Linked DNA regions of Cyprinus carpio: region 2 is linked to region 1. Evidence: chromatin contacts called from public Hi-C data. All regions are on one chromosome and are shown on one strand. Each heading gives the region's core, a stretch centred on a gene start, on an enhancer-like site or on the middle of the called end of the contact. The rest is flanking DNA. Distances are from core to core; before and after follow the strand shown.

Evidence for each region. A called contact is a pair of places that touch in the nucleus more often than the background predicts.
Region 2: a Hi-C map of skeletal muscle shows a contact between it and region 1, with 7 times the contacts expected there. The contact joins the enhancer-like site here to the promoter of LOC109071076 in region 1. A contact is called at or near these places in 4 of 8 Hi-C or Micro-C datasets (liver and skeletal muscle).

What each region holds. Positions count from the first base shown.
Region 1 is chrB5:18,515,825-18,522,662 of ASM1834038v1, forward strand. It overlaps LOC109071076 (repulsive guidance molecule B), which reads right to left and starts at 3,265. Exons shown (of 3, transcript XM_042724688.1): 1 at 2,793-3,265. The coding sequence starts at 2,898.
Region 2 is chrB5:18,606,999-18,613,836 of ASM1834038v1, forward strand. No RefSeq gene overlaps it. Among protein-coding and RNA genes, the nearest start is that of si:ch211-117c19.1, 15 kb to the right of the region's middle. Within about 2 kb of position 3,498, at least 1 of the 8 cell types and tissues checked has an H3K27ac peak or open chromatin away from gene starts, as enhancers often do. A contact at or near this core is called in skeletal muscle, where this site is marked.

The sequences.
Region 1 (6,838 bases), core at 2,015-4,514:
CAGCGTGGTGTGAGGTGTTGGGAAGGCTTTCTGTTTTAAAATCTAGGATATTTTATGAGGAATAGGGTGGTATCGGGGTGGAAACTCTACACATGTGTGCGCTTTCAGTGCATGAAGTAAAGCGACAAATCTGCCACCCGTCCATAATCTAATTCACAGCAATCCTGGACATGAGTTGTTTTTGCAGGTCGCTTGTTGAAACTCGTCACCTGACATTCCCCTTAAAACCTGGTGCAACTGAATTCCCAGTCATACCCTCAAAAAGAGCAGAATAGATTGATTTTCCTTATATCCAAAACACTTGCAAGGAATGTCTAAGGGGACCCCCAGTTGGGGGCAGCAGATCCTAAGCTAGTTGCAGATGAGGAGGAAAAAAATCACACTTTGTGTTAGAATGTCTCAGTGTCCTGACAAATGTTTAACCTAAACACTGAAATGCCAGAAATTTAAAGAAAGAATCATTTGAATCACTTTTAAAGGAGTTTGATGTAAGGCAAATCCTAAAATATCCACAAACCTAAATAAATAAATATTTTTATTCTTAATAAACCTATAATATCAGATAAATACAATATTTAATTATTAAAACAATTTTTAGAATGCATATTATTCCTCTTAAGAACACAAAGGCACCGTAAATCATAGGATGGAGAAAACACTATGTTGGTTTCACAGGTTCAGTTCCTTTCTGTGATCCTGCTGCTGGGGTGATCCGTCTCGTTTTGAGCACAGTGAACACCCTTGTTGCTATTAAGTCGTTGGAAATATTTTCTCAGGGTGGCCTGCCGTTTGAGCAGCCATTCTCAGCTGTAGAGGGGCCCAAAGAGTGTGTGCGGAGTGAAATTTCAAGATGTGGAATTTGGCCAGGGCAGAGAGGTCAACAGGCCCACACCTTCTCCAGGAGTCAACGTGAAGATCTGGAGAAAGCAGTGGGGTTTACAAGACTCAGTGTCTAAATGACATCTCCAGTCTTAAATGTTGAGCACATACTGTGCTGCACTGAACTTTGGAATCTGGTTTAATATGCTGGTTTGTCAGCCTTTCATTTTTATTCTTATTTGTAACTTCAAGCTTTTCATAGCCTTGCTACAGCATAAAAAAAAAAAAAAAAAAAAAAAAAAAAACAATCATGGTGCAGTAATTTTAGAAAGTATTAGTAAGATTTATCTCAGTAAACCACAAAAGCATCTATTAAAAAGTTTTAAAATGCACCTTTTTACAGGTAGTCTGTGAAATCATACAATCATTAAACAATAACGCACTATTCCAGACATGAGAAAAGACAGAGATGAAGAGAACGAAAAAATAAGAAAAAAGAATATGAACAGCTGCAACTGTCTCTCGCTTCTGCCAAGATTATAATCCAATCAAATACCACCGAGGGGTAGATGTATATTTGGGACTAAACCAATTGAGAGACAATACAGCCAGATTTAATAGCCAAAGATGAAATCAAAGAACAGCAAGCATGCAGTGGCTAAAAAAGAAATGACTGTTTTGTATGCATGTGTTCTTAAATACTACATTCCTTATTTAAACATTATTTCCTTATCAAAAACGAAACATTCAAAATATATCACAGATCTCTATATATTATATTACAAGTTTAGTATATTGCCACTGAAAAGAAAGCAAACATGTACAGCTGTCGAAAAGTGAAGCCAATCAAGAGCATGAAAGGGACAGACACTTGGAATGGTCACACTATGTACATTTCATGCTCAATATAAAATACGAATAATTTTATGGAAGATTTTGCTTATTTCTTCTGAAATGATGTTTAAAAATAAAATAAAAATATAAATTTAGGTTGAGCCATATAAATTTTTTCCCTCATTGAAGAATAGCAAAGTGCATAATGCCTGACTGCCCGGGGTCCATGTTAAATTAATTATGAAGGTGTGACTGCTCAATGGACACCCAGCAGCATTCCATATCCTCTTAATTCACAATGGCATTAACACAGTCTACGGCCAGGACACCCAAAGTGGAGCACTTGACAAGGTGCCAAGTGAAAACAGGGCACCAAATGCGTAGCATTCACAGTCTCCCAATTTCAACAAAATCATTTATGACTGTCCAAACTGGTCAATGGCACAAAAAAAAAAAAAAAAAAAAAAAAAAATTTAGTAAATGAGGAATTAGTGGAATTAGTAAAGAAATGCATAATTTTTTTTTTTTTTTTTTTTTTACTATAACTGAAGAGTACTTTATTTCTTTTTTAAACATTTATCAATATCGCAAAACCCTAATTAAATAATAAAACAGATCAAAAGCTAGATGGATGTTAACAAATTATCACCACCTTATTGCAACTTACAGCATGTGGTCTGCCATCACAAAAACAAAAGCAAACAACAAATAAAACCGAATCAAACAATCACCTGAGAATACGAAATAAAATTAATTAATATTATGATCACTCATAAATATTTAATTTCCTTTGAAAAGCAACCAGTCCAGTCAAGCAAGAGGGACGCGTAGATCAATGCACTACATTTAGGCTATTGAATATAAAGCTACAATAACTGTGCAAGAAGAAGACACGGATGAAGGACACTGCCCCAGACTGTAAAACTGTCACATGAAGAACTAGAATCCACTTTTTTGTGGGGATATATATGTATATTAACCAGCACTATCATAATAGCACGTAAATCCAATTCTATATTTATACAAGCGAGAATTAGACATCCCCTCAAGACAAAAACTACTTTATAAATGTGTTTTAATGTATATTTAACTTGTTTACGTTCAATGAATCATGCATAAAGTGTTGAGACCGTGTTTACCTATGTGAGTGAGAGAGGAGAGTGTGCACAGCACTAGTAGATGCAGTAGCGGAGAGATGAGGCGCTCAGCCCCGGGGTAGTAAGATCCTGCTCTCCCCATACCCATCCATCCATCCAGAGAGACTCGAGAGTACTCCACGGATCAAGAGATCGGGCCTCGCTTCTCCGAACTTCACGAACCGTAGCGACGCGTAACTCTCTTAAGACGCGACTACTTTAAGGTAACACAAACCGTCCGTAAGAGAAACAAAGTAGTGATTTTGGCAAGTCCGATCCAAAACACTTCTTCTTGGAGCAAGGGAGAAAAGTGATATTTAATTTGTATTCGGTGAAGACAATCAGTCCGAAACAATTCTGTTAACGTGCTAAAATTAATCTGCGCCCCGCAATCGCCCGATTCATGTTGCATACACATCAGATTTCTCCGCCACAAGGAAATCTAGCCCCGTCTTTCCCCAATGATCGATAGTGAATCAACCTAACCCAGAGTTTAGCGGAAACCCCGCCCACACAGACACACAAACTCCGCCTCCTAAACCATGCACCCCAGCCGCAGATTGACAGCAGGGAGAAAATAGATGCAGTGGTCCTGAGATGATCTTGTTTGTTTCCTTCATATTTTTGAGAATAAAACATAGCTGACTATCAGGACAAAATACTATCAACATCCCAAACACTGATTATTTATTAAGGAGATACATACTTACATACATAGCCTACATACAGTACATACAGTATCAGTAGATCAGTGGAAATAGTGATCAGTGGCTGTATGGAAACCTGTAGCAGTAAATAAAATGTAAACAACACCTAAATTAAATAACTACAATAAAAAATTAAAACAAACAGAAAAAAATATCTAAAATAAAAAATGCAAATGATTTATTTTTAAATTCTAGTTTTTGACATGGTTTAATACAATTTAAAACCTTTTCAGCTGTGCAAAAAATGCACAATTCTTTACAATAAACATTTCAATTCAAGACTGTTAATGTGCACATAGTTAAATATGCAGATGTAAATTCAAACCTGTTAACCTAAAACTAAATTGAAACAATCACATAAATAAATTAATTAATTACATCTAAAGTCAAAGTCTGATAGCTAGCAAAAATTAAACAAAGAAATTACTGTTATTACTACAGAGATACACCTTAAACAATGTATCATGGAAAATATAATAAGACTACTTTATGGACTTACATGCAAGTTATTGATGATATAAACAGTCATAAGGGTGTAATTATGCTGCAGCTTATAGGAAAATTCACAATGAGAATCAGACAAAGAAACGTGAGCCAATTATAGGATGATATCATCAGCTGATTTATAGCAATAACATACTAAGACCACAAGACTTTACAAGACATTAATACAGACCTACTTCCTGTGCTGGACAGCTACAGTGCGAGTGGTATTTATAGGGCCACAAACTCCCTCTCACTGTAGAGAAAGCAGCGCTACTGCCGTCCAGCAGGGGAGCAGCAGTGTTAGAAATCCAAGACCTGCTCCACTCTGTCAATACAATACAAAATCAATTCAAAGAGAAACATCAACCCACTTTTATATAAATACACAAAATTGGGTTATGCTGTGCTAAACGGCTCACAGGGATTCCTTGTTTCAAATGATAATACTGGAAATTCTTCTGTGTTTAGTTGTTTTTGTGGTAGAGGGCAAAGCAGGCTGTTTGTACAGTAAGTTGATTAGAGTATTGGAACAGCAGTTTAACGGGATAGCAGTGTGCAAAGTGCGGAGGTTTAAGGGTTATTGCCTTTAACCCAATTCCTTTTCTTGCACTGCTTAAGTAGTCAGACAAAAATCAGGCGAAGTGTAAGAAGTACTTTGCCAGCCATAGGATTAGAGGGATTTTGGATTTCTTTTGGTCATAAAACTGACCTGGTTCTCTCTTTAGTGTGACACCGGATTATAGAATTATCATCCAAAAGCCCCAAAATGTATTTTTAGGTGAGGAAAATATCAAAGTTGACCAAATTGCATGAGCGTGATATTGGAGTCCTAATGCTTGTGTCCCATAGAAGCCTAAACGATACACAGAGTGTGTATTGTCAGAGTGCAGTGATAATGGCTTATTGATTGGTCATGGAGAGCATGCATTCAGATATGTCAGGGGCTCAGCTTGGTCCCCTCTGGCACATCTGAATACAGGTCAATGGCCAGTCACTATTATAACCTCTAAGTGCCCCTACAAACCACAAAATAATTCTGTCAAGCATAAACTTTGACACTGGATTTGTTATTAGCTGATTTGATGGATGGTATATGCAAACTTTCATGTGTGTGTGTGTGTCTTAACAGATGACTTAATATGATCACATTTAACACTATATGCTGCGAAATTTCACAGGCAAAGTTCAGTCATTCTAGTAGGAATCTTTGTGATTTGGATTTTCATGTGACAGTAAAAAAGTTCATTCTCATTTTCAGACATTTACAAATCCAATAATCACAAAGGCTGAGTGTGAAGGCTTGTTTGCTTGGTGATTTGCTAAATTTATGCAAAACAGATGGTTTCAAAAGTGCGCCATCCAAACCTCTATAGTGGAACTAATAACCTCAATACAAAATCTATATCGGTAATTCTATGCATTAATTCCTCTTTTTTAACAAAATATACATTTTAGAAACAGATTTCATTTGTCAGTACCGTAGGGCATTGGGCTCTAGGCCAGTCTTATTTACTGTGCTTTGTCTGTCCAGCTGGCCTAGCTGCACTTCTCCTAATACGTCAATAGACAAGCGTGAGAGCATACCATCTCCGGACAACAACCCTCCGCACAGCTGCAAGAGGAAGGGCCGGAGTCTGAACCCAACTCCCACAAAGAGCTGACCCTAACATTTCAGCTCAGTGACAACATCAAGGCAACATGGCTGAACTTGCCTGAGACTTTCATGTCAGTCAGAGAAAAAGGCGAGCCCTGTGCTATGCCCTCCACGGTAAGAGGACAACGGGATAGTCTTACAGCCCCTCCGCGTCCCAGCAGGCACCCTTGTTCTGCAGCTGGACATGTTTAATGTATAATACATCTTACTGTCAGAATCACTCTTGAGGTTGACCTACAATATCTTGCTTTAGAAACTGGATATTTTGATTTAACAACACCATCGGGCTCACTGATTTGACACTAATTTCATGTGTACAAGGATAAACGATGTATAATCACAGACGGCATTCATTTTACCTTTACTAATGACTCCACCTCATTTTGCGAAGGCTCTTGCTGTGTTAAATGTACAGCATAGAAAGTAGCGCACTAAATGAAGCACGCTAAATTAAACATTCTAATGAGTTTTCATTATTGTGATCGACAAATCACCCAGTAAAGGACCAGGAGAGCGTTTGATTACAGCAGATAGGGCTGGAAAACATTGTGGCGACCATAATCACACCGATGGGACCACCCAAAGGTCGTGTTACCACAAGTTATCAAACCTCCATGTAGATACATGTCATTGAACCAACGGTGTAGCTCTTATCATTCGAACACAGGTTATCTTTGATTGGTCTTGTTTGGAGCAGTCAACACAGTGGTTCCTTTCATTCAGTGGCCAGACACAAAGCCACTCTTTTATCTTTACTTCCCCCCTTAAGCACCTTTGGGGGGAAAACAACGAAGCTCCTATTCCAAAGCATCCATTTTAATTAAAAAGAGAGGCAAACATCAGATGATGCTCAATCGTATCGAATGTAGTGAGGAGAAAGAAGCGGAGATAGCGTGTTCGGTGTTCTTTGACCTTGTTTCCCCATTCCCAGCCATCTGTTTTGGCCACTGTCAAAAGCCCCTTTGGTGGCTCCCTGGCAAGGCCTCACCCCTCGCTAGACTTCCTCTATGCTTAGGGGACATTTAATATAGTGTCTGATACATACTGTTCTGTGACACCTTAAGACAAGGGTCTCTTTGTGCTGCTGCAGGATCTCTCTAGAAGGTACTGCGGGGCTACAGTCACACACAGACAGGCACATGGCGGACACACACTCGCTAATACGAAAACACGAGCACGCACCCATTTGCTCGGACCCTGTT
Region 2 (6,838 bases), core at 2,248-4,747, 91 kb after region 1:
ATTGTAGTGGTATAGGAGGAAAAGACTAATATGTGTGGTTCTGGTCTATGCTGTGTGATTATTAGAAATTTGCAACTTAATTTGCAACCGATTTAAACAGGAAGTCACCGCTAGACAGCCATATTTGACAGCTTGTGACAGTCACAGTTGTGATAAAATCTTATGTATTCTACTATTGGATTATTTTCCACATAATGTACATTATTGTTGCTCCTCTATGCCCCGCTTTTCTGAAACGTGTTTTTACAAAGCTCATCCTTCTGAAAAAGTGAGGTGTGCTCTGATTGGCCAGCTATCCAGTGCGTTGTGATTGGCCGAATGCCTCAAGCTTGTGACTGAAATGTTACGCCCCTTACCATACTGTGGTGCCGTCTCTCAGCACGATGAGACAAAACCAATAAAACCCATTACAAACAAGGCATTTGTTGCATCCAGCAGGGTCATAATTACTGATTATAATAACTTATACTGTCTTTTTACGCGTTGTGCTGCGTATCGCCCGGCATAAACATAAAACCATGTCTGCATTTATGATCAGAGAAACAACAAACAACAAGCGCTACTCTACACTGCTCAAAACTCATCAGTGGCAAATTCTTTAAATCTGTAAACATACTTACAGACTGTGAGTCAGAAGCACCAGACTGTCCTTGCAAAGTTGGAACTGCCCCACTTTATAGAAACATCCTTTGTGCCACAGACGCATTGTACTAGGCTACTGGTTCATGAAACAGTCCCCATCCTCCATAAATCCTCCATCCTCGCAGCACACATCTGTATATTTGGGTTGAACTGTTCTGGAACAGTGTTAATTAGCCACTGATTTCTAGTTGTGTCCTCTTTTGGAAGGCCAAACAAAGTATTTTCACATTGATTATATATCAACATATTAGAATGATTTCTGATGGAAGAATATTAATGCTGAAAATTCACCTTTGTTTCACAGGAATAAATTATGTTTTAAAGTTTATTAAAATATAAAACTGTTATTTTCCAATAATTTTCTCCTATTAAATTCAGATAAGACAGAGATATTACTTATTGGACCAGAAAACATTACACAGAATCTCGTAGATTACAATTTGCAATTAGACGGATGTACTGTTACTTCCTCTACTGTCAAAAATCTGGGTGTTATATTAGACAGTAACTTGTCTTTTGAAAATCATATTTCCCATGTTACAAAAACAGCATTCTTCCATCTTAGAAACATTGCCAAGCTACGAAACATATTACCTGTTCCTGATGCAGAAAAGCTAGTTCATGCATTCATGACCTCTAGACTGGACTATTGTAATGCACTTCTAGGTGGTTGTCCTGCATCCTCAATAAACAAGCTACAGGTAGTCCAAAATACAGTGGCTAGAGTCCTTACCAGGTCAAGAAAATATGATCATATTACCCCAATACTACAGTCTCTGCACTGGCTACCTGTTAAGTTCCATATCAGTTACAAAATATTATTACTTACTTATAAGGTCCTTAATGGCTTAGCTCCTGCGTACCTAACTAGTCTTCTACCACTTTACAACCCATCACGCTCCCTAAGGTCACAAAACGCTGGACTTTTGATAGTACCTAGGATAGCAAAGTCCACTAAAGGAGGTAGAGCTTTGTCGCATTGGGCTCCCAAACTCTGGAATAGCCTTCCTGATAATGTTCAGGGTTCAGACACACTTCTTCTGTTTAAATCTAGATTAAAAACACACTTCTTTGGCCAAGCATTCAAATAATGCATCTCATAATTTTGGACTGCAGTTATATCTGATCAAATGTGCATTATTATTCTTTAGGCTTGGGTTAAACTAATTAATTTTACTTGGCTGGAACAGCAGCTATGCTAATTATGTCTCTATTTGTTTCTCTGCTTTGCCAGTGTAGGATTTACACAAGCTCCAGTCTGGATCCAGAACACCTGAGAAGAGATGATGCCAACCCCTCAGAGGACCTCAGATGATGCTAACCCAGAGACAACATACAGAACTACCACATTTTGCTATAAGTTTGATTGCATAATTGCTGTTTATAGTGTTAATCGTCTGTTTGTTTACGTCTTTTATTGATTTTTCTGAACATTTCTGCCATATGCACATGAATTGACAGTCACCACTGATAAGCTACTACTAAATATTGTAGAAACTTAATTTTCTGTAAAGTTGCTTTGCAATGATTTGTATCGTAAAAAGCGCTATACAAATAAACTTGAATTGAATTGAATTATTTTAAATTGCAATAATATTTCACAAAATGAAGTTTTTTTTTTTTTTTTTTTGATCAAATAAATGCAGCCTTGATGAAAGAAACTTCTTTAAAAAACATTAAAAAACGTACTGATCCCAAACTTTTGAACGGCAAAAAGCCGTTCACTTTTGCTGGGTCTGTATTTCTGGAAAAGAGAGACTTTAAAATGCTTATAGCCTATATTTTATATTAGCGAAATATAAGCAAATTTTGTCAATGTTTAGATTACACAAAATTACCTAAACAAATATACATAATTTTGTAATAGACAACTATAAATGTTGATTTATGGGTTATCTCATGCTCTTCCTCAAACAACAACAAAAAAAATTTCTATAACTTTTTTTTTTTTGCATGCATTTTGAATTCATTTGAACTTAACCATAAAGGAGGGGGAAGCTCCTCAGCTCCAGCATAACAGACAATCTCATATTTGTTTTAATATAAACAACCTGTCGCAGTTCATTATTTAATTTGGGGCTCGAAATGCATCTGATAAATGTAGAATAAAAAGCCCAGAGCACCAGCACTCTATTAAATTTGTTTCATAAGCCATGCTGCATTCCCACTCTTCATATGGAAACAGACAAACACCGAGAGAAGAGAGGGAAAAGAGAGACACTAGGGGTGGAGTCGGCTAGAGATAGAGATTAATGATAATTTATGTGCCGAACATCCTGTGATGACCTCAGCCTTCTGCCTTCCTCACGCTTCCTTTCAGTCATCCATCCCCCAGCCCCAATTCCAAACCTCATTCCCATTTTCCAATGGACTGACAGCCAATCAGACCTAATCATTTCAACTTTTTTCAACATGGCTGCCAAGAGACAAAAACAAATAAATAAATGAGAACGAAGTGGAAACTGACCAGCCCTTTTGTTCTTCTCGTTGAACGCCCTGCAAACAAAAAGATGAAATGGCTGAAAAATGAGAGCACACAGTGTGATGAATGATTTTCACAGGCACATCTGGCCTGGGCTGTGCACGGCGTGTGAGCTGTGGGAAAGACCGTTCCAGCTAATCCATGCTAAGTCACGGTGGGAGTCTGGTAGGGGCCACAACTGCAGACACAGCTGCCTTAGTCAACAACTGGTTTCCTGGTTTTTCTTGAACCACACCTGACTCCATGCTAAGAGTGGTGAAGGACCCATAAAGACTGGCATAAAGATCTCTGCCAACTTCTGTTAACTGTGTGTGCCCTATGAAAGGGCTGAAATAAAATACTGAAAGAGTATTGAGAAAGAGACATTCAGTGCCAGATTCAGTGCTAATATGTGAAAGCAAACAAAACTTTAGAACCACAGTTAGATCTAGAACCTTAGAATCCAATAGTGGGAAAAAAAATGTATTGGTGTAGATACATAGGGAAGTTGGTGCAACATGATCACTGTTTACATAATGAGAGGGAATGGGAATATAAAACCATGAGAACACAAGGGCAAGAGTAAGACCTTGCTAGAAATAGATATCATTGGATAACATCTCTAGGGATGGTCTCTACCATTTTTAAAAAATAAAATTGAAAACAAATTACATTAAGGGATTCCTGATGAAAGCTGGCTGAGATTCATTTTTGGGGAACACGATTAGACCAGAGATTCACAAGAGACAAGGCCTACCTTTCTAGGTTTTCTACAAACAACACCGAATTGACCTTTGTACAGTTTTGACTCGACCCAATTCAGAAGATGTCCTGGAAACAAAAGGCCAATTACTAGACATCTATCTAGGGGAAGAGTGCCATCTAGGCACAACATGACACACTACAGTATGAACTAGTCTAAACATTGCCTTCAACATGGTTGCACTTAGGCAACTTATTCTTTTATTTTAATAAAAAAATTGGAGCATATCAACCAATTATATGCTCTCATAGTCAAAACATTAAAGGTAAACCATGAAGCCTCTGGTTCAAGTAGCTTTTAGTCTCCTCACATTCCTTTGTTTGTGGGCTTTAGCAGTATCAGTTGTTTCTTTATATTGCACATTTCTTTGTAGTTGACACTTGGCAAAAAATTAGAAATCTGTATATTAATCTGTATATATTCACAATACGTATCTCTTTGTATCTCTTGTTGAAGTGGGGTTCAGAAACCCAGAGTCTGTGCTCACTGGAGACCACATCATTGAGGAAGAATGCACAGCTCAACAGACCACTGTCAACAGATGAGACTGAGGGTGGGCTTTATGGGCTGGTGGCTTTAGTGCTTTAACACTCAGAATGCTTAGACTGTGGAAAACACTATACTCAATTATATAAGTTCTGCATTTAGCTCTGTTTCGTATTTTCAGCCTACAGCAGAGGTATAATCATTGACTAAAACTATTAAAAACATTTTTGGTTAATCAAAAGCTAAACTGGACTGAACTAAAATTAGAAATGCAGAAAAGACTAAAATAAAAACTAAAATAAAACCTTAATAAAAACAAAAGCTAATTCAAATTATCAATTAAAACTATAATAGCATATGAATAATAGTAAAAAAAAACACTGACATACTAAATTAACACTTAAAGAGACAGTTCATCCAAAAATAACAATTATGGCATCAAGTAGTCATTTAAAAAGTTGTTTTGGAACCCACTGACTTTCACTGTATGGACAAAAACGTTTTTTCTTCAAAATATTGTCCACAAAAGAAAGAACGTCAAACTAATTTGGAACAACATGATGGTGAGTAAATGCCTTTATTCATCCAAAAATTGTTTCTAATATAGCAGGCTACTCTACATATGAATATGACATATTGTGGCAAGCTATAACCCTATAATTGTCTGTGCAGCAGTCTTGGATTTGTATTATTTAGTCGCAAAACCTCTGTAGCCTGCACTGTACTAACTAGGCCAAGCTTGAGGGCCTACATAATTGGCACGTCTCTCTTGTGCGCAGATGCAGAGAGAGCGCGAGAGAGGAGATGGAATCAATAACAGGATACATTTTCAGATGCTAGGGATTCAAGCAGCACATCACACCAGACGCTGTGTGCCTCAAACAAGAGAAACATCTCTTCCCTCGTGTTTCTCCTTTTTGTGGCGGAGCATCGTCAACAGAGCAGCACTTAGAACACTGACTGTGTCTTTTCAGCATGACAGTGTTTAAAGCAACCGGCATCACCCAATCCCATCTCTACTTGAGTTATGCATTGTAGAATATAACATGGGTTTAAGATTTCATTCATTTTAAGAGAAGGAGGCCCTGGTGTGAATCTGCTCAGCTGCCCATTTATGAAAAGTGAACATGAGCGGCCTTAATCCCAATAAAGCGTCCTACAGACATGACACGTCCAGTGCCAAAACAGCGTACTTAATTAGTGGGCAAGTTCCGGTCTGACGGGCAGGGCCGTGACCTTCCTCAGGGAATAATGAGCCAGGCAATGTTTGGGGCCTCGAGCTGTGGCATCCACACAGGAGCGAGGTGCTGATTGCTGCTTTAGACGTGCTAAACTGACAGATTCATGTGACCGGACAGTGAACCGTACACTTGGCACCAGGAAGCTGAAATATTTGCCGCCGTGTTGGGGTTGGTCAAATCTCTTGTTTTGTGTCCTTTTGTTTCCGCTTTGTGAAGCTAGATGAGATTGGTCAGCTTTCTCTTTGTTCTCCAGCAAGAGGGGAGCTTTTGAAAAGCACAGAGCAGGGGCCAAACAATCACAGACGTTTTATCAGCATGGGCTAAGAGAAGCTGTCCTGCATTTGAATTATGGTGTTTTATAAGAAAATTATAGTCTTGACTATGTGGAATATTTGTATGATGTAAGATAATGAGTTGTGGAGGGAAATGGATTACAAAGAGATGGAAAGACCTTTTTATACAACATTTACTAAAAAAACAGTCTAACATATTTTGGCAAGTTGTGCAAAGCAAACAAGCAAAGCGAGGCTGACTACATCATTTAATTGAAACTGATTAATTAATTAAAACCTTTTTAATTTACACAAGAAACAACTACAAAAAGAAAATTGGAGGATACATGAGAGGAAATTCTTAAAATCCATGCTGCATCATACACAATGTTGAGATTGGGATTGTGCATTAAAAATAAGAAACTTTTTGGGTTTTCTCTTCCTTTTTCATCTGCAATATGTATTCCCACCTTCTCCTCTGTATGGACTAACTGTCATTCAAACCTTCAAACCTAAAAATGAGTTTAAATAGCATAACCTCCCAGATATTTTTTAAACAAAACTCTGTATGACAACAAAAAAGACTCTAAACTGTAGTACAATTAATAAAAATGTATGGAGGATGGGCAATAACATGATAACATTAGATTTGGTGTGTTGATATGTGGCAGAAGTGCCATCTGCTGGTAGCTCAGTTTGATTGCACCCTTTTGGGGCTTTAGTTAAAATGTGCACTGATCCTTATCAGCTGAAAGTGTCAGTATCACTATTGACAAGGGAAATTTCTAATCAGTTAAAATTAAAACTGGGTCCGGCCCCAGACTTATAATGAGGATAAATGGTATAGAAACTACTTGGAGAATGCAGGAATCGATCCCGCTACCTCTCGCATTAATTAGCGAGAGCTTTATCATTTGAGCCATTTCACTCTGTCCAAAGAAGTCCATCATTTTGGGTTGAGTTCCCAAAAAAA